Linked DNA regions of Mus musculus: all the other regions are linked to region 1. The links are chromatin contacts, called in public Hi-C and HiChIP or PLAC-seq maps. All regions are on one chromosome and are shown on one strand. The core of a region is the stretch at or near the end of the contact, and the rest is flanking DNA. Distances in the headings are between cores, read along the strand shown.

What was found. A called contact is a pair of places that touch in the nucleus more often than the background predicts. HiChIP or PLAC-seq counts read pairs in DNA pulled down with a chosen protein or histone mark.
Region 2: a contact with region 1 is called in a Hi-C map of myocytes, with 3 times the contacts expected there. The contact joins the enhancer-like site here to the promoter of 8430419K02Rik in region 1. A contact is called at or near these places in 22 of 484 Hi-C or Micro-C datasets (the HPC-7 cell line, cerebellum, embryonic stem cells and 4 more), 12 of 115 datasets of contacts at active chromatin or transcription factors (craniofacial prominence, embryonic forebrain, embryonic hindbrain and 4 more) and 1 of 9 other capture datasets (embryonic stem cells).
Region 3: a contact with region 1 is called in an H3K4me3 HiChIP or PLAC-seq map of neural tube, with 6 times the contacts expected there. The contact joins the enhancer-like site here to the promoter of 8430419K02Rik in region 1. A contact is called at or near these places in 1 of 15 datasets of contacts at CTCF or cohesin (stem cell-derived epiblast-like cells), 36 of 484 Hi-C or Micro-C datasets (adipose-derived mesenchymal stem cells, astrocytes, cardiomyocytes and 14 more), 16 of 115 datasets of contacts at active chromatin or transcription factors (astrocytes, craniofacial prominence, differentiating embryonic stem cells and 10 more) and 1 of 9 other capture datasets (embryonic stem cells).
Region 4: a contact with region 1 is called in a Hi-C map of uterus, with 11 times the contacts expected there. The contact joins the enhancer-like site here to the promoter of 8430419K02Rik in region 1. A contact is called at or near these places in 13 of 484 Hi-C or Micro-C datasets (cranial neural crest, embryonic fibroblasts, embryonic stem cells and 5 more), 1 of 115 datasets of contacts at active chromatin or transcription factors (craniofacial prominence) and 1 of 9 other capture datasets (embryonic tail).

Annotation. Positions count from the first base shown.
Region 1 is chr11:18,873,818-18,880,119 of GRCm38.p6, forward strand. 8430419K02Rik (a long non-coding RNA gene) reads right to left here and starts at 3,793. Exons shown (of 4, transcript XR_003949854.1): 1 at 1-3,793.
Region 2 is chr11:19,598,921-19,605,222 of GRCm38.p6, forward strand. No RefSeq gene overlaps it. Among named protein-coding and RNA genes, the nearest start is that of Gm39601, 17 kb to the right of the region's middle. Within about 2 kb of position 2,866, at least 18 of the 459 cell types and tissues checked have an H3K27ac peak or open chromatin away from gene starts, as enhancers often do. A contact at or near this core is called in myocytes, where this site is marked.
Region 3 is chr11:19,521,291-19,527,592 of GRCm38.p6, forward strand. No RefSeq gene overlaps it. Among named protein-coding and RNA genes, the nearest start is that of Gm39601, 94 kb to the right of the region's middle. Within about 2 kb of position 2,936, at least 35 of the 459 cell types and tissues checked have an H3K27ac peak or open chromatin away from gene starts, as enhancers often do. A contact at or near this core is called in embryonic basal ganglia, neural progenitor cells, neural tube and 2 more, where this site is marked.
Region 4 is chr11:19,421,308-19,427,609 of GRCm38.p6, forward strand. No RefSeq gene overlaps it. Among named protein-coding and RNA genes, the nearest start is that of Gm39601, 190 kb to the right of the region's middle. Within about 2 kb of position 2,849, at least 41 of the 459 cell types and tissues checked have an H3K27ac peak or open chromatin away from gene starts, as enhancers often do. A contact at or near this core is called in embryonic tail, myocytes, nephron progenitors and 2 more, where this site is marked.

The sequences.
Region 1 (6,302 bases), core at 2,543-5,042:
ATTTTTTTTTATTTACTCCAGTACAACGAGATGACTTGATTTTCATGGGATTACATGTACTCCATTCAGTATTAGTGGGACATTGCTACTCAACTAAATACTGCCTTAATGGACAAATGAACTTTTTTATTTGCTAAAGTTTGTAGGTGGGTTTGGAAACAGAGTATGCCACTGATTTGGTTACTGTTGAGAATCAAACAGACACACACATCATTTATCTAAAGAGGAGAGTTGTAGCTCTGTAAAAGGCAGAAGCAAGCACAGAATCATGGGGAATTATTTCAGTTTATTGCTCTTATTAATTAAACCGGATGTGGTTTTATTCTGCACTTTTTATACCGACCTTGTTCGAAGCTTCTGGCGGCTTCGCTTCCCTTCACTCCCAATTCCTCTCATTCATTAGATCCCTTTTTGATGGGGCCTTTCCTACAGTACAGCTCTTAGGAGTTACAGTGGAAAATCTCACGGGTCTTGGGGAAGATCATGCGTCTCCCGCCCCGGGGAAAAACAAAACAAAATACAGGCGGAGAGGGGGAAAAAAAGGAAGAGATGCTTTTCTCATTCTCTTTCAGCATTCCTTTCGTTGAAATGCAAGACAGGTACTTGATTTAGCATTTAAGCAAAAGGTTACACAAACCGCGTTTTAGAAAGTGTTGGGATGTCCGGCAGGGTCAGCCCCAGATCAGATCATTTTTCGAATGCAGACCTAAAGATAATGAGTACTTGTTGTATTAAAGGGGACAAACAGTACTTTGGCTTCCTCTGACCCCAGAATGCACGGCTTGGTTTCATTGATCATCTTCCTTTATGAGATAATGCAATTACAAACATCAATAAGGGGCTGCAAGGGGAATCATTATGCTGTGACAGTGATAAATGACGGTGCAGAAATAGCATGCTTCCCCCCCTAACAATCCTGGAGCCCAGGGGCTCCGGGGGCTGAACACAGTCGCCAAGGAAACAGATGACATCCCAAAAGGCACCAAAGGAAAAAATAAAATGAACAGTCTTTCTTTGCCTTTCACTCTTTTCCGTCTTCCAAAGAGTTAGTTTTGGCTCTAGCAGCAGCTGCCACACAGACATTTCGTTATTTCAGACATTAAAGACTGAAGCAAGCAGTGGGAGACTCCTCCCCTTAGTCCACCCCCACTAGACGGGCACACAAACCTTGCCATTCGCATTTTAGAACACCTGAAAATGCACGTCTCAAAAATCGGATTTGATTTGCACACGCTGTTTACCACCCACCCACCTCCCTCCCCGCACCCCCCAGAAGAAACTGAGTCTCCAGGGGCACAGTGGCGCCTCACGGATCTGCCAGAAAAGGGACTTTGCTAGTGTCTGGTCTCTGCTCTGAGCCGGGAGGCAGCAGTGGTAGGAGCCGGTTACTTGGGGTCTTTGCTGCCTTCCTAGGTTTTTTAGAGGTGACGTTATCAGTGACCCTCGATCTCCCGAAAGGGAGGAATCCGGCTCTTTGAAAGCCTAGACCATGCTCAACAACGTCTTCAAGGGGGATCTCTATGCGCAGTCACCTACTCAAATCCAGAAAAGTGGGTGAGGTTGGCAGAAGGGTTTTGCAGCGATTTCGGCGCTCGCCGCTCACCCCCACCCCCACCCCCAATGCCTGCGGGGACTGGGAGAGGTTAGAGCCTCGGGTCTTCAGGTGAATTCGGAGAACCTGTCACTTTTAGGGTGGTGGAAGAGAAAAGTGCTGAGGTGTGAGGGAGGCCTAGGCAGAAAAGCAAGAAAGGGAGGAGAGAAGGGGAGCCAGAGAGTTGGCCATCCTGTCTTTCAGTCATGTCTCCAACCCAGAGAAAGCAGACAGTGGGATCCTGAACTCTCCGGTACACTCTGCCTGAAGCTAGGGTGCCAAGCCAGAAAAACGACGCCGGGGAGAGGACCCGTAGGTGTATGAAGCAGGTGACTCTACTCTCTGCTTTCCTAATGGGCTAGGACCTGGGAGTAGTTTTCCTCCCAGAGAATAAAGTCACTGGTCCTAATGAACACAGTGTGGGGTAGAGGTGGTCAGGGCTAGGAATTATACAGTTGATCAAAGGAAGACTGGATTAAAACTAAATCCAGAGTTTCAGAGTCGGAATTCCCTGAGGTGGACTGAGCGCGTGAGCAGCACAGGAGTTACTTCTTCACCAGCTAAACCAAGCCCCTAAAAGTGCCTCCCATCTCCCTATTAAAACCCTAGGGTATCATTTTTAGGGCAAAGACTCTACAACGCAAACGTCTAGCGGATTGCCCAATATATTGTTTGTGTTTTCTTTCAGTTCCGCCTTGGAAGAGAATGTTTTAAACTTTTTGGGGGGGCGGCGGGAGGCTGGTTCGATGTGAAAGAGAACCCTACCCTTCCCATTATTTCTTGGCTTCAGTCTCCCAGGAAGACCCCCAACTCTCCCGCCCAGATCTTTTCCCCCAACCAGAGAGCTCTTAGCCTCTAATGCTGCGTCTACCCTTGATGGTATGGTTTGCCAAAGGGCCAGGGGGTGCTGGGTAGCACAGAAGAGACCAGGAAAAATGATGACTCAAACTGGGCGCCCCACACACAAACCCACACCTCCCTGCTTACGGTCCAAACACCCGTTGAGAACCTATATCACCAATTTCTGCTTTAACTGCCTTCCCAAGGGCCGAGGGCCTGTGGGATCCAAAGTGGGGGAAGTTTCTAGGACTTTTAAGGAAACTTGAAGGAGCTTCTGCCCAACACACTGTGACACTATTCTTCTCCATTCTACCGGAGTGCTATACACTCTGGAAGCTCACCCTCTTGCCCAGCCTGACTGTTCAAGGCAGCCTCCAGGGCCCAAGCTCTCACCGACATGCTCCCATGAGCGCCCTGGGATTCGGAAGCCGGGGCTCCGTCTGGAAAAGTCCTGTGAAAGCATTCTGGCAACTACAAACCACTCTGAGGGGTTCCAATTGACGGAGCCCAGAGTGAGCCGAAGAAGTCTTTGAATATGCTTTTGCGCTAACTCATGGACACCCAGGCTACCGAGACAGTTAATTCTTCTTAACTTTGACTTTCAGATGGCGGAGGTGGGGATGGGGGCAAGCATAGGACTCTTCTGCAGACCCCGAGTACCTCGGAGTAGTGTGGGATCACAACTGAGACCCACCCGCCCACGTACCAGCTCCAGCCCCAGCCCCAGCCCCGATGTCGTGCAGAGGGAAACTAAAGGGAGTCTGAGACGCGGCTGGAGCTGGGTGAGCCGGCCGCGGCGGTCTCATTAGAGACATCTCAAAACTCCTCTCAGCCCACCCCCAACACCCCCCTCCCGCCTACACAGGGGGAGCTGAAAGCATCACTGAAGGCTCGGAATTCCAGCGTAAAAGAGCAGTTTTCCCCTTTCACAACGTTCGGACTTTGTCCCTGGAGTTACTCAGTATGCGCTTCTGCCCGGAATGCGATCCCCATACCCAGATCCATCTTCTCTAGGCCCGCTAGGACCCGGCACCCCAACTGCTGTCCTTGTCGTTTGGTCTCCCCAGGGCTCCACCTAGCACGCCTCTCCCCGCGGTAAAACTCGTGGGCCGGGTTCCCCGAGAGGAGACAGCCTCCAAAGGAACTCCTAATACCATCCATACAGCTTTAATGCGCTTATAATTCGATAAGTGATTTCAATTTGAAATTGTTAGTAACTAATTTTATGGGTAATTTTTCCACATCAAATATTTAAGCATCAGATTAAGGGCGCCAGTTCCGACGCATGATCATAAGGGGGTTTCTTCCCCCCCCCTCCCCCCCGCCCCCTCAAAACACACTGCCGCGCTCCGCCTCCCTCCGGTCTCCTACTGCGTCGTTTTTCCAAATCCCCAAAAGGTGGCAGTAGAAGACGACTTTCCTCTTTTCCTGCGGCTCAAAAGAAAGGACAGGGGTGAGGGGCTGGGGGGGGGGGGGAGCGGCGGGGGGAGGGGTGGGGCGAGAAGAGGGCCAGGAGGGACTGGACGGTGCCAGGACTTTGCAAGCTGAGCCTTTAACACGTTTCCACCACCGCGCTAGCGAGAGCAGTGGCGAATTTCCTGGAGACGTCTCGGGCCACGGCGGCGCGCCCGGCGGCCCTGGGGTCGGGGTGCGGGCGACTCGGCACATTTGCACTCAACCCTCAGCCTCGTACAAAAGCGGGAGACGCAGAGAGGGACCCACCGGCTTCTTTCCATTTCTTTGTAGTTTAATATTGTCAATACTGTACAACCAACCTTGGCTCCTCGAGGCCGGGCTCTTCGAACACATAAGTCGGGGGGGGGGGCTGTTAATGGGGGGGAACTGGGGAGGGTGGAGGGAAACTAGGGGCGCAGCGGATGAATTGCAGACCAGTTGCCAAACTTTTTCCCCCTGCTGCCGCTGCTGCGGCTGCCGTGGCTGCAGCCTTTGCTTTGAATGTGTGTAACTAGGAAACAGCAAGCCGTCTGAGAAGACGGAATTTCCAACGTGTAAAATGTTCTTAACGGAACCATTGAGCGAGTGCAATAAGGCGTGAGGGGGAACTAATCTTCCCATTTAAATGTTTGTGGCAATTTTATCTAAATGAATTTTAATGCTAAACGAGGGTAATTCCCCATTTGTAGCGCGTTTGCTTCTTTCCTGTGCTTCTAAAGCAGTCGAACATCGTGCAATGAACAATAACAATAAAAATACTTCCAAGGCATATTATTCATTTTGAATGTGTTATAATTACATTTGATTAAATATGATCGGGTAACATTTTTAAATTTTTTGTAAAAGAAACTTAGTCATACTAGTCTCATTCAGCCAGCGGACTCCCCCCACCCCCCCACCCCCACCCCCAAAAAAGAAGCCTGTATAATTGTGTGCCCTGTTTAGGGGAGGGCGTTTTGTTTTTGTCCTTTAAGAAACATCAAAACCACTCTCCACACCTCTATTATTTTCCTCCTTCCGATAAGTGTCGTCAATAACCTCAAAGCTGGCTCTGAAATTTACAAGAGGAAAAGCTAAAACAGAATTAAACGGGAGGGTGTCAGGGGCAGGAACAGAGAGACCTGAGGAGCAAGGCTCGCACAATCCTCACTCCGAGGGGGGAAACCATGGCACAAAAGCTTGCTTTATTTTTTTCTAATTCCTAGACATTAATGATCATGATTCTTTTTAATCTCCACATTCCCCAGCCCCCCTTTGCTTGCGCTCACTCTTCCCCTCCACCCCCAGCCTCTCCCCCTGTTCTTTTCACCACCCTCTCCTTTCCCCCTCCTCCCCCCTCCCCGGCTTTCTCCCCACCCCGCCCCCTCCTACCCCAACTAGGCTAGAGCCTCCAGGATAATAAAGGCTGACTCACCGGGCTTGTACTGGGGAGGCAGAAGTAAAAGGACGGTTAGTTTATAAAGTTTATTATTATTTTTAAAAGTAAATAAATGGTTGTTAACTGCAACTAACCACCCATCAAAGAAAATGATTTCACTAATATGGACTCTTATGCAGTCGTAGAATTGTCTCGGGGCCAAAATAGGAAAGTTAAACAGTCCCATCTTTGGGGGGGCGAGCAGGGCGAGGTGGGCAACAGCTCTGAGACCAGGCTGCAACCTCTCTCACGTTCTCTCTCTCTCTCTCTCTCTCTCTCTCTCTCTCTCTCTCTCTCTCTCTCTCTCTCTCTCTCTCTCTCTCTCTCTCTCTCTCTCTCTCTCTCTCTCTCTTCTCCCTCCCTCCCCCACCCCCTCTCTCTTCTGCACACCCACGTGTCAGAAACAAGGCCCCATAAACAAAAGGTGAGAGTGCACACCTCTGCTCCTGCAGGTGAGGCAGTGACTCACCATTACCATTACTGAGTAGAGCCAACCCACAGCTGGTTTCTCTTTCCAAATAGAAAACAGGATTGCTGTGGGCAGTTTATAAGGTGACAAGGGTCTGAATGTCAGGCTAGAGTTTAAGGCTTCTGACTCATCCTTTGTTCCCAAAGCAACCAAAAGGCTGTTTTCTTAAAAAATTAATTTGCCTTCATTAAAATATTTGGATATTTCCCTTAGCTTTATGAAGCACTTTTTAGAGCAGCGATTTTATTTAAGTGAAATTATAAGCTATTGCAGCTTAAACATGTTATTTTGAACCATTTAGCTGGCTGCCATGCAGAAATTCTGTACAGCTGTTCTGGAAAATTGGTTAATAACCAGTTTTATCCAATGAGAACATAGAGCATATTTATAAAAATTAGATTTTGAAGTCTGGTCTCTTCAATTTTATATAGTTAATTTCTTAATAAACATGTACTGCTGGCCCTAGATAACATCCCTGGCAAAAGGCTGACTGTGGGCTTCAGCTCTGTCACAGCAGGATTTTACTGATC
Region 2 (6,302 bases), core at 1,616-4,115, 720 kb after region 1:
CCTCAAGGAATCAAAGCAGCTGCCTTACTGTGTGGACCTTGCTGAGATGAAGAGGAAGAGACCAGTGAATTCCCCAGGAGGGTTACTCGGAAAAGGGATTCTTAAGAGTCAGCCTAAAAGTCAGCCAAAAAGTCAGCCACAGCAATGTAAACAAAGGGAAGTCTTGTGCATGCATCAGGGCTATAGACAAAAACAAAAACAAAAACAAAAACAAAACGGGGAAGCGGGCATAACAACCACAAGGCACACAGGCTGACACACTCACTCTCCCTCCCTCTCACTTCCTCCTTTTCATTCTCCTTTCTCTCTCTCTCTCTCTCTCTCTCTCTCTCTCTCTCTCTCTCTCTGTGTGTGTGTGTGTGTGTGTGTGTGTGTGTGTGTGTGTGTAAAATGTGCAGGCACACACATTTTTCTGTCTGTTTCGATGCGTGATATCAACTGAGTAATGGTGCCTTTCACAAGCAGACGGAAATAAGGGGACTTTAAAAGATAGAATTTTATTGTTCTACCACATATCTTAAAACTGATGGAAGCCTCAGAGGAGAGAGAAACAAAGCCAGCTCTCAGAGGCTTTCTGTCAACTCCTTCAGAAAATTGCCGGCATCCCAGGCAACACTTAGAAAAGTATTAACATTTGAGCAACACTGGTTTACTTGTTCATATGCATCCCCATAGAGTTTCGCACGGCATCCACAGAAGCTTCAAAGGCTCCACAGTGAGATCCATCAGGATGTGGGGAGCTCGGAGACAGACACAGCTCCAGTGTTTGGAGACATAAGGCTGGCTCGCTGGCTCTCGGGCATCTGGTAAAGCCAGCCTGACAGTGTTGCGATTTCAGGCTGTTTAATGAATTCTGATAACACCACATCGCAGGTGCTTCGGGAAGTATGTTAATTTAAGATCACATCTTCCCAATCCCCACAGGTTTCATTCCAACCTAATAAATGAAATAATCTCCTTGCAAGTGCCCTGCTTACCTAATTAGGCATAGGACAAAGCAATGGCATTTGGATCACCTTGGTGCCACTGGCCACCTTCAGAAGCATAACTGTGACCTGGCCGTGGGCTCCTGCCCCAGGCTTCTTTCACGCACAGGTCAAAGACAAACAAATATGAGGCCACAGGCCCCTTTCCCCACCCACACCACTATTTCCCCCCTTTCTCAATTTCTGGTCTTGCCTTTATAAATGCTATAATGCCAGAACCTGTGAAACCTTACTTGGATTAATTAAACTAAAACTTAGGTCTAATTTCCTGCCAATTCACTAAATAATCATGAGATTCAGGTTATTTTTAACCAAATGGGAGTTTCTCCCCACTGAAGAAGAGCTAAAAGGAAGGCTGTGATTGTATCCAAGGCAGTGAAATCAGACCTAGACAGCAGGCATTATGCCTTCCCTCCCTCTGCTATGCACTGACCTTCGGAAGCTAGCCTCGCCTCGATGCCCCAGTCTTCTTCCCCTCCAACACTGCCCCTCACTCCTTCATAGCTGAGTTCAAACATTAGCCCCTCAGCAAGGCTCTCCTGACCACCTAGGCCATAGAGCCACTCGAGCTGAGAACTGGCACCTATACCTCCCTGCACAAAATGACTGTAATTCCTAACTTATAGGAGAGGTGTAGACCAACGTGCCAGAGCACGGTAACCAAAGCTGACCTTCGGATATACCTGGGTGGATTTAAAGTCACCATCTGAGCCTGATATCCTAATTCATTTACTTTGTAATGAATTCTAGATCACAATGGAGACCTCTGGTGCTGAGTCAGGTAGACTCAGTGGCAGTCATCTAATGGGGTGGCCCATTTGCAATATCTACAAAATCAAAGGGGTCATTTCATTCCCCTCTTTACCACTAGATTAAGGGAAAGGTATTTTATTTTTAAAATTTTTAGACTGAGGAAAAGGGCTTAGATTTTTTTTTTAATTTAATTTTGTTCTTAAGTTTATATATCCTATTTTTTGGTTTAGCATTTCTTCTGCATGTGTATATATACATGCATGCATGCTTGGTGCCCTCAAAGGTCACTGGAGTTATGGGTGACTGTGAATCACTCACCATAAGAGTGATGGGAATTGAACCCAGGTCTTTGGTAAGAGCAACAAGTACGCCTAACCACTGAGCTATCTCTCTGGCTCCCCAGGGCCAGAATCCCTGAAGGAATGAATTTCTATAGATTCCAAACTCCTAACCTGGCTCCCCTGCACCAGAAAGTGTCCTCTGGCCTCTAGCAGGGAGTCGGGGGGGGGGGGGGGGGAGTATTTTTCCTTTGCCCCAATGGGAAACCACTAGACTGAAGAAATTGAAACAATGTTTAGAGAGTCAACCTCTGGCCCTCAGAAGCATGGGAAGGAGGTGATGTGGAGAGAAGAAAATGCTTGAGCTAAAGACGTTCTGGGTAATGCTACTTTCTGTCAACTGTCATTTCCCACTGGGTCCAAGCAAAATCAATGAGGACTCACATAGAAAATCACCTCTGCCAAGCAGGGCCCCAGAGGGACTGCCCTTTGAGGACAGGTTCAGAGCAGCCAGACACAACAGGAGCCCAGTCTTGAACTGGCCTCAGATCAACTCTGAGTCCACAGAATTTACAGTACTATTGCTGCTGCGATTGGTCTAATTCTCAGCGGGTATAGAACAGGCTTGGTATGGGACTGGTCTAGCCTCAAGCTTCTGAACTCAGTTGGCTTCTTTTATTTTCCATTTTCTGAGCTTGGCTTTGAACAAAACCTCCCCGGGGAAACCCAGAAAGCACCGCCAAGTTTCTCCGTCCCCTGCTTGAAGTAATCAAACCCCCAGCGTACGCCCCAACTCAGCCAACGCTGGCTTCGCTGCCAACCCCAGCCTTGCTAAAAAATTCATAAACCACAGAACAGCTGGGCCACATTCTGCTTTCAGAGCAAAGCGTCCACTATCAGGTTTTCATCTGGCACTACTGAGAACTAAGTGTTTATTCTTGACAGAGACTTGAAAGAGGAAACCTCGCCGCCTGTCTACTCGGAGTCACACGAGGACAGGTTTGATGGGAATCCCATACATATTCCAATGAGATGAAAGATATTATTCATTCCTAAGATGTCTTCAGAGACTCCATTAATGGAGAAATTCCAAGTGACAGAACCAAAAACAGGTCCCCTAATATCTACATAGAGTCATATTAGAGTGGGTGGGGGATGGGATGCGCAAGAACACGCCTCCCCAAGATCAGTTTCCTTCCTTTCCAGAACAGAAGATAAGAGATGGCTGTGAGGAATGGGGGGATCAAGGGGTCCCCAGGAAAACAGATGGGGGCAGTTAAGAGCTCCTTGCCTTAGCGGGAGGGATTTCACCAGGAAGTTTCTGTATTTGAACAATTGCTATGGAGACGTGTCCACTCAAGGATTTCCTCAATTGTGACAGTCTTGGTAAAGGAAACCTAGTTATTATGCCCTCAGTAGTCTATGCCTGGATAAGCTGTAGTTGAAATAAGCACTTTAAATAAACCTCTGTACTTTCTCCAAAGACTACATCCTAAGGGAAAAAAGACAAAGAAGCCAAAACTCTGAAATCTTGAGTCCAGTCCAATAAGAATCGCAAATCAAGATTCTCAAGAGTCAGGGAATGAACCTGGTTTTGTCGTATAAGGGTCTGTTGTGCTGGCACTGCTGGTAGGTGATAGGCGTGTGCATGTGAGTGTACCATGAAAGGTCATTTCCTATCCCACCAATCAAAACTCCCCACTAGCCTATCTGCATGCGCAGCCATCGCACAATGATAATTTCTGCTCATGCTAGTGATCATGAAGTGTGATGGTGAGCAGCTGTCCTGCAGGGCCCTTCATAGCCGCAGCAGTGTTCTGGCCTTGCATTCTCAGCTTTTATAACAAATTGTCCAGCAATAATAAAAAGTGACTCTAAGTTCCCTTTAATTCTATTTTCCTTGCATACTAACTGAGGTGTCCAAGTCAAGTATGAAAAGAGAGAACAGGAATGAGTATGGGAAAGGAAGAGGAGGGGCAGGGAATATTGTAGCCTAGGAATAATCCATGCTCCCGATTTAGATGAACCGACCCTGGATAAAGTTAGTTAAGTATAGATCAGTTCTAGACCCTATCTTCACAGTTCTAGTAACTCGAATAAACTCATTATTCATTTTCATGGCCTGCAAAATAGCTCTAATCAAAATGTACGGTGAAATAGAAAAGGTGCAAGCTTAAAAAGAACTAGTCTGAATGCAGAAGGTAATGATTTACACTGGTAAAATGGCTTTCGTCTTTCAAAACAAACATGCCAGGGCTCTGGAAACACCCTTGGGAGATAGAGTGAGATGAGATATCAGAAGCCAGGAGAAAGGTACACTTCCCTCAAACTACATAGATGGTTTGAGATAGACTCAGAGATAGGACCCACGGAGACTTTCATCACTCTGGGCAAGTTCTTGTATTAATTAGACTGCTTGCCCTATGGCCAGAGATAAAGACAGCAGCTGAGCACCCACTGAAGAATCCACAGTACACCCCACAAGCAGGCAACAGCATTCCCTAGCTTACCACTGGTTTTGCTGGTTGCTCTCTGCTTCTTACCATTCTTACCTCATTTATTTGTGAAGCAACCCCAGGTCTTCCAACCCAGGCTCCTCCCCATTCTAACTCTTAGTTTTTACCTTCTGTGGCACTTGTCAGATCTCTCGAATAGCTGTCATGAAATTTAATTTGCATTCTGAATTCCTACTTACTGTGAGTCCTCTGCATATGGGCTAAGCACTGACCAGGACAGGCACAGGTAGATGTGAGCATCAGCTTCTTCCAGCATCAAGCCACCTTATTCTGACCTTACTTCCTTCTCCATCCCTATGGCTTGGGGTATCAAACGTACCTCCCTGTGGGAAGAAGGCATATAAGCACACCAGTTCATGAGAGTCTGAAGCCTGATGGAAGGAGAAAACAGAAGGCCATTTTCTAATGAGACTGACAGTGGAGGTGGAGATCCCAGCCTGGAGATGCAGAAACGATACATCTGGCTCAAGGTTGAGTCTAGAATGCGGAAAATAGGTCAACATCACAAGCAAGTCCAGGTCCTGCTGAAAAGACATGTTAAACCCTGGACTTTCAGTGCAGCTTTTTATCTGCTCTAGTTGGTTAGAATTGGGTTCAGTGTAGTCAGCTTATTCCTTATACTTAAGTCTTTCAGGGATAACTACTTAAGGCTACAGAACTTTCTTTGAACTGAGTATACATTTAAAGTTTGTTTCTACAAATCAGTTAGAAAGGAAAACCGGAAAATTCCTGAAATGCTTTCATCAGCTCATGGCAAAGGATTGAGAAAAGTCCCCCTGTCCAGAGCCAAGTAAGAGAAGAGGAATCACATCAAAGCACGTGAGCACGCTGGCTGAGATTGTTAGTGTCCATCATCAGCTCTGAGCTGAACTGTTCTCAGTTTCAGGGTCCCTAAAATCAGGCTTAGGTGAGCAAAGGAGTCTTCCAGTCACTAGGTTTGAGCACGAATTCTTCCAGAGGGCATTTGCCTTTGTCTCTGATGGTTCGAGTAACCTGAGACCACTTGAAATCTCTCTCCTCCAGGAGTGTTAGCCCCCACCAAAAATGTGAATTCAGCCCTAGGGCCTAGGCAAGTCTGCACCTGCCTATGACTCAGGTTCCGAGATCTTTGTCCTTTCTTGCCTTTAGAAACCCACTTTTGAGGCCTATAGATTACTTTGCTGGTCTTTCCGGAGAGTTTTCCTTAATCTTTTCCTCTGTGTGTATCCTGACTTGACACAGGCTGTTCTGTTAGACACTCACCATGGATGTATTTCCTTCATGTGAGCGGTATAACAGTTCCTTTTCTAACACATGAGCATCTAAGCTTTGATGAAACATATTGCCATTGAGAGTTCACAGCCCAGAAGAACAAAGATGGTTGTGAAACCAGGGAGGGACTCTCTGGACTGCTTCACTGATGCCACTGGCTGCCTTGCATGCATTGGACGAGCATGGGCCAGGATAAGCTTCTTCTTGAGCCCCGCCATGCCCAGAGCAGGTAGTGCTTAGCTTACATGTATATTCTGAGTTAGCTACATTAGTGCTTGCTTAAACCCTGATGGACGTTACTGCAGCTGAAGACGCAGAGGAGAAATGCAACATGGAGGCTCTGGAGCTGACTGGCCTTCAACATGTCCCTAAGACGTGTCCCTAAGACCAGGGTCCCTGTAGAAAGAGGCTCCCCTTCCAAAAAAAAGACCAATTCAATACTTGTCCATTTTATGAGAAAGTCACCACAAGTAAGCCACTCGATGCTGTCGTTAAACGTGGTTCACAGAATTCCAGAG
Region 3 (6,302 bases), core at 1,686-4,185, 650 kb after region 1:
CAGCTCACTAAAGTGACAAAACTCACAAGCCCCTCCCCAAAGGTACATACATGGTGAGCCAGGGAAGCCCAGGCTTTTAGGTGGAAATAGATGGAGCTTGGGCAGAGAGTTCTAAGGATGCGGCATTCCTTGCCATGAGTTGCCATCCATGCTGCTATGGGAAATTTCCCTGATGCAGCAGAATGAGGAGTCCACGCTCCTGAATTAAACTAGACTTAGGTTCAGTCATTGCTTTGGTTTACCATCAGTGCACCTGGGGTGATTCAGTGATTGTTCTTATCTCCCCAGAAAGAGCTACACGGCACAAGCCTTCCAAAATGAAAAATCCTTCTTCTTTTCTCTGCTGTGCCTTTAACTCTGGTGAGTTAAGCATCAATTTAGTGTTGTCCCAAGCCCTCCACATCTACAGAAACGAAAGGCCCCCATTCCCATTCTATCCTAGTATCTCCTCAGCCATCTCCCACCCATCAGGGCTGCTGTTGAAATACTGGAAACTATCCCCATACAAAATGTAAAAGTTCAAAAATCCCTTCTCTGAAGTCCCAGTTTCCCTATGTGCTTCCCCCTGCGAAGCAGATTCTATGTCCTCGCTGTGACAGCCAACCATCTGCCCTCATGCTTGGGTTGATTTCTCCTGAGTAACCTTGCCAGCTCCATTCATTCCACTACGCAGGCAAATCTCAGGCTGGGCACTGCAGCCTCCTCCCTTAAGAGCATCCCCAAGACCTCAGCTCCTAATCTACTGGCATGCCTTGTTGTTCTTCAGGCTCCAGAAAACCATCTACATTAAACTAGCAGTGTCTTGCATTGCTTGCATTGCATTACAAAGTCATAGAAGACCACACTGATTGAATTGGCTCCCTCTGCACTGTCTCTTCTTGGCTGGTACCATTGGCCCTTCTGAGCTCGCATTTCCACCCTATCTACTAATTCTCAGAGGTGGAATTGCCTTCCCTATTGCAGACACCAGAGTTAACATGACAGTGGCATCACAGCATCTAAGTGGATCTTCTCATTTAAGAGTCCCTGGTCACTTCTAATAGCCACATTCTCAACAGCTTCCCAGTACTTGATCCAATTGTTCGCCACTTCCTTCATGAAACCAGCTCTGTCCCTGTCATAGTAACACAATACTTAATTTTCTGGTCCCTCTTCTAGCTGCATATTCTTCTCCCAAGCCCTAAAAGTATGAATTATTAGAATTCTGAAGCACGACCTTTGATTCCTTTTCCTGTGTCCTCTCATTAATGCCATCTGCTTCCCTTCTTTTTCTCCAGAAAAGTTCTTCTAAATCTTATGCCTCCAGTTCCACAGAGATTCTAGTGGATTCTATTAGAGTATTCTGTAGACACCTCAACTCAAGACCTTTAAATGTTATCTCTCTCCTTCTCCTCACTCTTCCCTCTTCACATTTAGATCAGGATCCCCTGCTCTCATGCTCAACAACCCAGTCATGCCAAATCCCAAGAATAGCAATTCGTGAGTCCCTCACCACCTTTTTTTTTCTTGTTTGTCCCTCCCTCATCTGCACCCACACTACCCTCACACAAAATGTAACAGCCTCCTAACTGCTCTCTGGTCCTTATAGGTCCCAAGTTCCCCACTGACAAATTGAATGGCTAACAACCTCAATCTAAATCACAGGTTAGCTTGGAATTCTGAAACCTACAGCCATGCAGAAGCTGTTAGAGGATTGTAGATAATATCAAAAATTTGAATTCTTCTATTTGCTGTTGTAAGACCCTCTACATTTGGTCCACAAAGGATAGCTTAGGCATACCAACCGCAGTATGACAAATCAAGGTGTGCACAGTGTTGGGACTCGCAGGTGCACTGGCCCAACACTCAGGATCCCATTAGGACACCTTGATAATCCTTCCTGACACTGAGTGGGCAAAGACAAAGCTCAGAGTCCTGCATGTGGCAGCTCTGGATTTGCACAAAACTGAGAAATAGCCCTTAAAATGCCTCCCAGTCATATTGCTATGACTCCATAAGGAGCAGAAGAGACTTCTGTTGTCCTGCCTGGGATTGCAATGCAATTCAGTAAATGACAAAGCCACAATATGGTATGCAATTGAAATGAGTTGAAAACTTGTTTATACAAAGAATTCATTCAGATCCGAAATAGCTCCAGATTACATTTTAAAATGTGTTTCCCTGTGATTTCCTAGAAGGCTAGGCCCCTTACTGACTCGTCTTTGTATTGTATTTTTTAATGACAATGCTCAAAAGTTCTTATCATGAGCATGAACGAATGAGTTAATATAAAAAGAGGCCTGAACTGACTGACCAACAAGAAGTCTCTAAAAATTAAATCAATTGCCCAAATCTCTCTAAGCTACTATTTCAAGTAGACTTTCCCCAAATAAGAAGCAGAGAGCCCATAGGTAGGAAATAAGGGCAAACATTTGCATCCTCAACCAGACTGTATTTCCTCACATGCAAATCAGTGGAGCCAACCAGCGTGGAATTTGACGAAAGTCTTTCTGCAACGGCAAAGGAAAAATATTTGGCTTCTTGGGCACCAAAACAAACTTAAACTGGAGCTGGAAAGGAGAAGTGCAAAGCAGAGAAGCTTACACTGTACACCTACAAAATGGACTCCCACAGAGAGATACTCGTCCACACAGCCTATGTGACCTGCTTCCTGGGCTTTTCATTCACTATCTCACTGACCAGTAAGAAGGCAGGAAAGTGTTTAACTTGTGCTGTAAGCAGGCATGCCTGTGCCCACTATTCACAAAGCCACTTAGCTTGAGGCTCTGTATTCCTACCACATGGAAACTACGCATGTATACACACACACACACACACACACACACACACACACACACACACACTATTTAAACCAGAGCTGGCTCTTCTACTGAGAACCTCTTCCCTGAGACAGACATCAATAGAGCAAGGACATTGTCTCCGCCCTGCGCCTGTTACCAGGGCTCCCTCTTTTCAATACTGGCCACCTCCGGGCTCTGAGAAACATTTCTCTCTGCTCCCCTCTTTGTCCCACTGCACCAGAAACAAGGACCAGCAAAAGAACAGTCATTATTTGTACTTGGCAAGGGAGGCAGCAGTGAGAGCTAGAAGGGGGTGGGTATGTAAATGTCAGGGTGAGGCTGTGAATAAAGGCAGGACAGGAAGCATCACGCAGTGAATCAAGAGAGGGGAGTCTCAATGACAGGGACAAGTCATTGATATCAAGAAAAAACAAAGGGGACGCATGCATTACACCTATAAATAATAAATAAATAAATAAATAAATAAATCCTCCAGTTCAAATGCTGCTTCACCTAGCTTACAGACCAAAGTCCACAGAGATTGCAGAATTGAATGTCCACAGCTCAAGTTCTGACTCTGCCCCATGCCATTTAGTATTTATACAAATTAAGTTCTTATTCAAACTGTGCCTTGTTTTCCTCATCAATAAAGTAGTGAGGATGATCAACATTAATAGAGCCATGGTGCAATAAAGTAGTGAGGATGATCAACATTCATAGAGCCATGGTGAGGCTCAAAGGAGCTGATGTTTAGGATGCAGAGAGAGAGGACAGTGTCTGGCATGCTGAGTGCAAAAGCTGCTATAGTCCGATGATGGTCTCCTATGAGGCACTTCCAAAGGGCTGGAAAGATAGATGGACCAACGGTTAAGAGTACTAGCCACTCTTATAGAGGACCCAGGTTCAATTTTCAGTACTCACATGGTGGTTGACAACCATCTGTAACTCCAATGTAAAGAGATCCAATACTGAATTAAATTCTGGCCTCCATAAGAAACAGGCATGCATGTGGTGCACAGGCATACATTAAAAAAAAAATTTTTTTTTTAGTAACTTTAAGACTCCTGACTTCCTTGTCTTCTTTAGAAAAACAGGAGCAGCCAAGCCAGCCACTCTAGCTTTTCTATTACCTCCATCCAAAATGAGTAATTTTCCTTTTTGCCTTACAACCTGAAAAGGACAGCTGCCTCCACAAAGGGTGGGGGCGGCCTTGGGAGCTCTTCCAGTTGCCTGATGCAGCAGAGGCAACACCAACTCTCTTCAACAACTGTTACTACAAACACAGCAAACATGGCCTGGCCTCTATATCTGTATCATATCAGGTCCTGCCTTGGGGCTTATCAAAACTCCGATGACTGGCAGTGTAGCTCATTGGTAGAATAGTTGCTTACAATGTTCTCCAGAATAATAGAGGAAGAAGGAGAGGAGGGGGAACAGGAATGGGAGGAGGAGGGGGGAGGGGGAGGAGGAGGAAGAGAAGGAGGAGGAGGAGGAGGAGGAGGGGAGGAGGAAGGGGAAGAAGGGGAAGAAGAAGGGGAAGAAGGGGAAGAAGAAGAAGAAGAAGAAGAAGAAGAAGAAGAAGAAGAAGAAGAAGAAGAAGAAGAAGGAGAAGGAGAAGGAGAAGGAGAAGGAGAAGGAGAAGGAGAAGGAGAAGGAGAAGGAGAAGGAGAAGGAGAAGGAGAAGGAGAAGGAGAAGGAGAAGGAGAAGGAGAAGGAGAAGGAGAAGGAGAAGAAGGAGAAGAAGAAACAGCTAAGAAAGAAAGAAAGCCTTGTTTTTGAAGAGCATTGTGTATGGCTGGGAAAGTCTAGGAAACCAGAAGTTTTCTCAAGTTCTCCTGAGTTATCTGGGAATCGGGGGAGGGATTTGAATAGGGAAAACTATTCAGAGAGCATTCAACATCCTGTGGCCTCTGCTACCATGCTATCTCACATGCTTAGGAACTCAGCACTAAGTGCATGAGAGAGCTGACATCTTTCAGGAAGCTAGCCCTGGTCCCCTAATGCTGTCCCTAGTGCTGAGTATAAACTAACATGCCCAACAGGTCCTGAGATGATGGTTCAGATGACAGGATTGAGGCTATCACAAGCAAGCTTCCACCAAGCTCCAACCCCTCGTGACTTGCTTCCTAGACTCATAGACTACAAAGACCTCAGTATTAAAGGTAGGATGAGACAGTGGCATTTGATCAGAGTGCAGTAACTCCCCCCCCCCCCAAATGGTGTGGCATTTCATTCCCAAAACAATCCTTGATAAGATAGCCATTTCACAGCATAGTGAGAACAGGTGGTAAGAAACTGGAACTAGGGTCTCATTGCAGTTCTAGCACCTACAGACACACACACACACACACACACACACACACACAAACAGGCGCTCGGACACATTCTCTCATGTGTCCTGGGTTTTGTATCACAGATCACTTTAGTGATCTGCGTGTAAAATGTCCCACAAAGTCTTGTGTTTTACTAGTTGGCTCCCTCCTGATAACACTGTTTTAGGGGGCTGTGGAGTTTTTAGGAAGCAGAGCCGAGCTGAGGGCTATGGGTCACTAAGGAAGGAATAGTCTTTTAGGTTAGCCCAGCATCACTTCCAGCTGATCATATTCTTTGCCTCTTGAGTCAGAGTCACATTAGGAAGCCAAAGTACAAGTTCTCACAGCCCACTGGCCTCCCTGCCTTCCCACCATGATGGGCTGTATCCCTTAAGTTATGAACCAGAACAAACTCTTCCTTTATCAGTTATGTGGTCATAAGGACAAGAGACATAACCAATGCAACTGCCATCTCTGCTGAGCTTGAAAACTATAGGCAGTTTCTCCATGAGAGCTTTCTTTCTTCTTAGTGTCATCAGATCACATGGATTCGAGTGTGTGCATGCCTTGTGCGCCAGGTGTGTGAATAATGTGCGTGCTGCATAAAGTGTATCCAAACTGCCATAACTAGGTTCCTGAAATAAATGGACATCACTTTGCATTCAAGGAGTCATTCAGCACAATTCAAGAATTCTACTCAAGAATGACTCAAAGGAACCATTTCCCCAACAACAGAATCCTCTTCACTTTGTAAATGATTAGCTACTTTGGCAGTTGGAAAGCCAGGAAGCAATTGTTCCTGGGAAAGATCCTTTGCCCTGTCTGCTCGGTTAAGTGCATTTCTCAGCTCTGTTATTTTATCTCACTCCACTCAGGATTCTGACTCTGACTCCAAATAGCAAGATAATTCACCTTTTGTTTCAATTTTAGAATGCCAGTATATTTCCAGGACTTTGGAGGAGGGGTGAGTAACTGCAGGGGGTAAGTATAAAAAGAAAAATCTCAGAGAAAGAGAGAAAAGGAGAGAGAGAGAGAGAAAGAGAGAGAGAGAGATATCAAATAAAGTTAAGGAAGGATGGGGAACCAACCAAGAAAAGAATAAAACTAAGAAGGTAAGAGAGGAAAGGAGAAGAAAGGAATTAAATGAAAGAAAGAGCAAGAATTTAAAAGAACATAAGAGAGCCATGTTACCCAATAGAGTGCTCATCCC
Region 4 (6,302 bases), core at 1,599-4,098, 550 kb after region 1:
CACATGCCTTGGAACTAGAAAAAAAAAAGAAGCAATTTTATAAAATACGAAAGTGCTAGAGCATCCATTGAGATCTCCAGGATTACTAATAAGTGAAGAACAACCAATGGGCATAACCAGATACTCATGTCATCACTGTGTCTCCCCGTATTACTACCTTACAGCGGATGGCACTGAGAACACAAGGAGAAAATAAGGACAGCACTTTGTGCTTATAACATTCTACTTATTTTTGCTCACGGGTGTGAAGATGAATACTACTAGCAAGCAGAAGAATAACTTGTAAATGAATGGCATGCCCTACGTCTACAAAAATCTCCTGTAAGCACTGAGTACACAGAATAAATGGCAAATGGGATAAGTGGCGAGTATGGCCATAACTATGCATGTCATAAAATCGCAGTGCAAGCGCAGGCTTTGACTTCAACGTATGTTAGGTATTTTTTCAATACTTATTTTTTTTAGATAAGCATTGATTTAACAGCTAGAATGAGAGTATCATGGGCACGATAAGGCCTCAAGGCACCCTCCATCCACTCATTAGAAGCTACGTGGGAGCTCCTGCTCAGCAATCTACCTACGGCGCCATAGTGGAGGAAAAGACTCTTAGGACGCTCATAAGAGAAGATCAAAGTTCATTGTCATTTGCAGGAGCCGAGATATGAAATAGTGAAAGCCCTGACCTCAAGTTCTCCTAGGATGGCCCTAGCACAACCCAAGCATGAAAGAGTCCTTTACAAATGCAAGTGCAAGGAACTATTCTCTCTCTCTCTCTCTCTCTCTCTCTCTCTCTCTCTCTCTCTGACCTGTCTCTACCATCTTTGTCTTGAGAGATCAATATGGAACATGGAACAAAGTTAGCATACAGAAACTTCAGCATCACAGAGTTAGCTGCGTGCAGTTTTGGGACGGTTTCCATAACCACACTCAGAGCTCCCCTGACTATAGGTATAGCTGCATTTAGCTCAAGGTTGGGCAGAGCAATTGCATAATACTTGCTTAGGTGAAATGAGCAGAACCAAACAATGAGCTCTTAAATATTTAACAGTGGACCAAGTAGCTTTGCACTATTTGTTGATAAAACCAGTAAATATTCTACAAAGGAATCAGATGTAAAAAGCTCATTTTACCCAAAGTTTCTCTACCAGGTATCATCAGCAAAATCGTTTCTCTAACTTCAAACATGGGAACAGCCAAGTTCAGAAGTCAAACGACTGGCTCTCAGTTATTCAGTTACTGGGGAGAGACCAGAACTGGCCAAATCTGTGCAGTTTCTGTCACAAAATGCTGTGGATGGTGGGAATTTTCTCAGTGAGTGTGAGAAAGAAGTAATATAATGACCATAACATTGCTATAATTATATTCATAGAGGGTGTCTTAGTCAGGATTTCTATTCCCTCACAAACATCATGACCAAGAAGCAAGCTGGGGAGGAAAGGGTTTATTCAGCTTACACTTTCCACATTGCTGTTGATCACCAAAGGATGCAGGACTGGAACTCAAGCAGGTCAGAAAGCATGAGCTGATGCAGAGGCCATGGAGGGATGTTCTTTACTGGCTTGCTTCCCCTGGCTTGCTCAGCCTGCTCTCTTATAGAACCAAGACTACCAGCCCAGAGATGGCACCACCCACAAGGGGCCTTTCCCCCTTGATCACTAATTGAGAAAATGCCTTACAGTTGGATCTCATGGAGGTATTTCCCCAACTGAAGCTCCTTTCTCTGTGATAACTCCAGCCTGTGTCAAGTTGACACAAAAGTAGCCAGTACAGAGGGGTAACAACAGTCCATTAGTAACAGTAGTAAACATGGCCTCTCTTCTGCACCAGGCTTTACTTTCACAGGGCAACAAAAATCCCTGTAGGAAACCTGACCTTATTCCACTGTATAATAGAAGAAGTAGAGAATCAGAGAGATGAATTAACTTGTCCAACGACACAGTTAGGCCCATTCTGTTGCTTCAGACCCAAGTCATATTTCCCTCTTTCATTTTCTTTGGCTCTGTAGGTCAGCTGCTGCAGGCTTTTGCCCAAATATTCAACCCTAAATGTTCTGTAATTCACAGCCAGAAAAGATTTTGACACTTTTGTGATGTGAATGCTGAGAGTCAACCACATTTCCTAACCACTGTGTTACTTGAGTGATAAACAAGGAAGTAAGCAGACAATAAAGGAGGGGAGGAGAAGCAGCAGCAGAAAGAAGAGGACCAGGGAGAGGAGGAGAAGCAGAAGGAGATAGTGGTGCTGGTATTCATTCACTTATATTTAGAGAGTGCCCACCACAAGCTGGTCACTTTTCAAGACACTGAGAATAGGGGTGAAATGGGGTTTTCTGACCCTCACAGAATATCTCATCCTGCTAGCTGCTATCCTTGGCTGTCCCTAATTGCACCACAAAAAAAGCCATTTCCGCCTCTGCAAAGGGCATTCAGACCCCATAGACCCGAGGAGAGAGGCAGGTCACCTTGTAATCGGTTCATACAAAAAGATGTGCAGAGACTGGGTTTTATAGGACTTAGAAAATTATCCCCCAGCGGCTGTCTGAGAGAACTCTCTCAGCCGTCTCCCCCATTGGTGAGAGGGATGAGCAGGGAAGTGAAGAAAACAGATGGCAAACTCCAGAATGCCATGGCTGAAAGACACATGCTCCGAAGGTGGGCGGCTCTGCCAGACCTCAGCTTAATATGGACCACGTGTGGAATCCAAGGGCTGCGTTGAGATGGTACGTTTGCATCCAGTCACCACAAATGGTTATTTCCTTTTAAAGGGCTTTTGCAATGCTGCCCGCTCCTCCTCCCGGGGCAGACTCCTTGCTGCCAAGCCTATTTTTATGGTTTGTCTCCAAAACAAGTGCAAAATAGTGTTGGCTTTAGTGGAATCCTCCCTCTGGCCTCCGAACGCCATCTGCAAGCTGAGGGGAACAGTAAACAGAACAGGTTAAGTCACTCATTACTAATATTTTCCTTAAGCTCTGAAACTTTTTAAACAAACAACAACAACAATTGTCTCATAATAACCTTCCAGAGGTTAACCGCCAGCAGGTGGTCCGGCTCAGCTGACATGCAACCCAGACAGCTGTTTGATTATAAACTGTGGGTTCTTATGGCGATCTGGGGAAAACTTCTTGCCGAAAAGGGGTCTTCTCTTAAAAATCCCTAATGAAACAACACATAAATGTCAAAATGACAAAAATAAGGAAGTGTGTCATAGACTAAGCATTTTAATGTCCTTCCTGGCTTCCTCCAGAGTGTACTCTGGACCTAGCCACATTTAATGGAACGGATTCCGAAAGAGGCGGTACACAGCATGAATTTTTATGACCCAAATAAAACTTGAAGAGAAGTCACTTTCTCTGCCGCAGTCAGTGTCCACAGCAGATGTGTGGGAGGCTCAGGTTTCAAATCAGCCACCCAAGCCAACATTTTACCTGGACCCTGAGGCATACAGAGTAAATGCCCGGATGTAAAGAAACCCAGAGATATGTAGCATTATCCTGTCTGTCCCCGAGCCATTAAAACATGGCGTGGATTCCCCCTGGGATGCCTTTGCAGAACTAGTGAAAATTCTGAGAGTTGATAAAATAAGTGGAGAATGGGGGATGAAAAGTCTCTAATCAAAACCTTACATTAACACCACATAGCCCCACAGAGTGATGGCTGCGGCTGTGTTCTTCCCTGAATGCTGAAGTTAGACAAAAGAAAATCACTCCCTAAGTCAGTATTTACTTACTGGTGTATTATATCACCATCAAGAACATTTCAGAAAGTTCATAAAACAAAATAAAAAAAAATTGAACCTTTTTATATGGAAATCAAATGCTAACATACAAAAGGCATGGGACTCCCAAGTAAAAAGTTACAATGGCAGTCCCCTGTGTTTGAAATAGTATTAAGGAATAAAAATTTAAAGGCAAAAGAGAATTTCACATATCCTAGTTTAGTTATGGTAACTTAGTATGGAAGTGAGATTGCAGAATACGAAAAAGACAGTTTGGGGGCTGGTCCATGTTTGATGGGATCTTCGGATCCATCCATACAGGCAAGAATTAGCATCCCAGGCAAACCCCAAAGACAGGATGGGCAGAGAAGAAAAAGAAAGCCTCCACACTCCTGTTGGTGTCACAGAAAAACCAGAGCTGAGCAGCAAAGTAACTACAGATTCTTTTCAGAGAAGAAAAATTATTGCAATAGATCAAAGGAGGCCTCCAAAAAGAATCAAGCAGAAATGGATGGCCCAGAAGTGGGATGGAGGGAGGGGCTACAGATGAAGAATAACAAAGAAGAGACATCACAGGTGAGCCATACTCCAGGAGTCTTGATAAGTCAGGCCAAGGTGATAAGACCTAAGGGGAGCTGGGGCCATGAGGAACTTAATCAGACACTAAAGACAATCAGGTATAGAGGAGTTTGGCCAAACAAAATTAGCAGAATTTTTGCAAGGCCTGACAAACACAGAGGTGCTATGAACCCCATGCCCAGCTGGGAGAAGGTAAATAAGGGCTTAACTAAATGGTGGTTCAAGAGAGGATCTGTCACTGTTTTGAAGAAAGAGGGTGGCAGGGTCATTAAAGCAGCAAGCACTACTTAATTCTGATAAAAAAAAAACTGAGTCTAGTCAAGATCCTTTGAGGGATTTTATGTAATGCAGACCTGCACCGTGGACTGTGCCATTTCTTATTAAGGGGATGGTCGTTGGAGTTTAATAGGAAAGATTTCCCACTGGTCATATTTTGGACTCTTGATCCCAAGCCTTGATGGTGGTGCTAGGTTGGGAAAGGCGAAAAACTTTAAAAGATGGGATCTAGCTGAAGAAAATAAATCTCTAGGGGTGTTTGTGTGCCTTTGGAGGTTGTGTCCTCTGTCTCTGCACCTCTCTCTTCACTCTTCCTTCTCTCCTCCTCTCTGCCACCTCCTCCCTCCCCATAGCCCTCTGGGGACTAAGACACAGCCTGACTGCAAGCACATGCTATAAAATACTCATCAAGCACATGGCATGGAACCTCCCTCTTGCTCTGAAGCCTGAAAGAAGGGACCACGCCCCGCCCCCCATGGACGCTTGAACTCTCCTAAGAGCCTCTGCCATGCTGCCTTTCCATGACATTAAAAACTTTCCTAATAAATCTCTTACCTAAAAAGGACAATCCGCCTCAGTGTGTCCCTCTTGAGCTCCAGACCAAATGTATCTGAACACACACACACACACACACACACACACACACATGCACGCACACACTCATCAAGCCAGAAATGGCAGTATACTTACACACACACAAGTTCACCAACTTGGGAGGCTAAGACAGGAGAATCACAAGTTTGAAGCCAGGCTAGGCTACAAGGTGAGGATATGCCTTGTGGGGGAGGGGCAGAGAAACCAGACACTAATTGATGATTTCTACTCAGATCACAGGCTTTCAGATTGCAGCCCAGGGCAGGGCCACCACCTCACTGCTCCTGCACAGTAAGCTTGGGTACAGCACGGAGTGCCTCCTCACCACAGGTATTTAATATTCCAACTGCAGACTTGATTGGCTGCGAAGGAGACTGGGCCCACTCCCAACACATGCACACACCAAACCCGAGATCCACAGCAATCGGGTTCATCTCAGTTGTCACACCTCATCTTTTTTACTGAGTCTTTCTTTCTACTTGAAATATTCCTGTGAGAAGCTTCCCACCACCTGGTTGTCTACCTGTTCTGTGTTCTGCACCTACAGGAAGGAAAACCGGGACATGCGCTAGACTCTCTCTACTGCCTAGCTTTTATTGTGAGCTGGCTCCTTTCTAATCTCACCACTATAAGGTATTACAGGGCATATGGTTTCGATATGGATTTCTGTTTTGATAATTGTTTTTTATATTATTATGAATATTTTATATCCATTGCATTTAATTCTTCTCAGTGCTTCAATCCCTGCTGCCAGCTTTCTAAGTAGATCCCCCGAGTCCTTCTGAGACATTTACCTATGATTGAGAGCTTGGTTGAAGGACTCCTCTACTCACTGTGCACTTTTCTTTCCGCAGACATAGAAATTCTATTCTAAGAAGCTGTGTTCCCTTGGTAGGAAATGGGTTTTCGTAAATAATAATATTATTTGTTAATTTTATTATAAATAATATTATAATTTATAATAATAACATATAAATGAAAAATCAATAAAATTTAAAATAAAATAAATATGATTATAGTTGATTATTAATGTCGTATTTTTACATCCTTTTGAAATTAAAATTTTAAAGCATAACTTTTTTATAGAAAATGGTAAGTATGAATTTACATGTATTCTTCTAATTTAAATATCTTTGGAA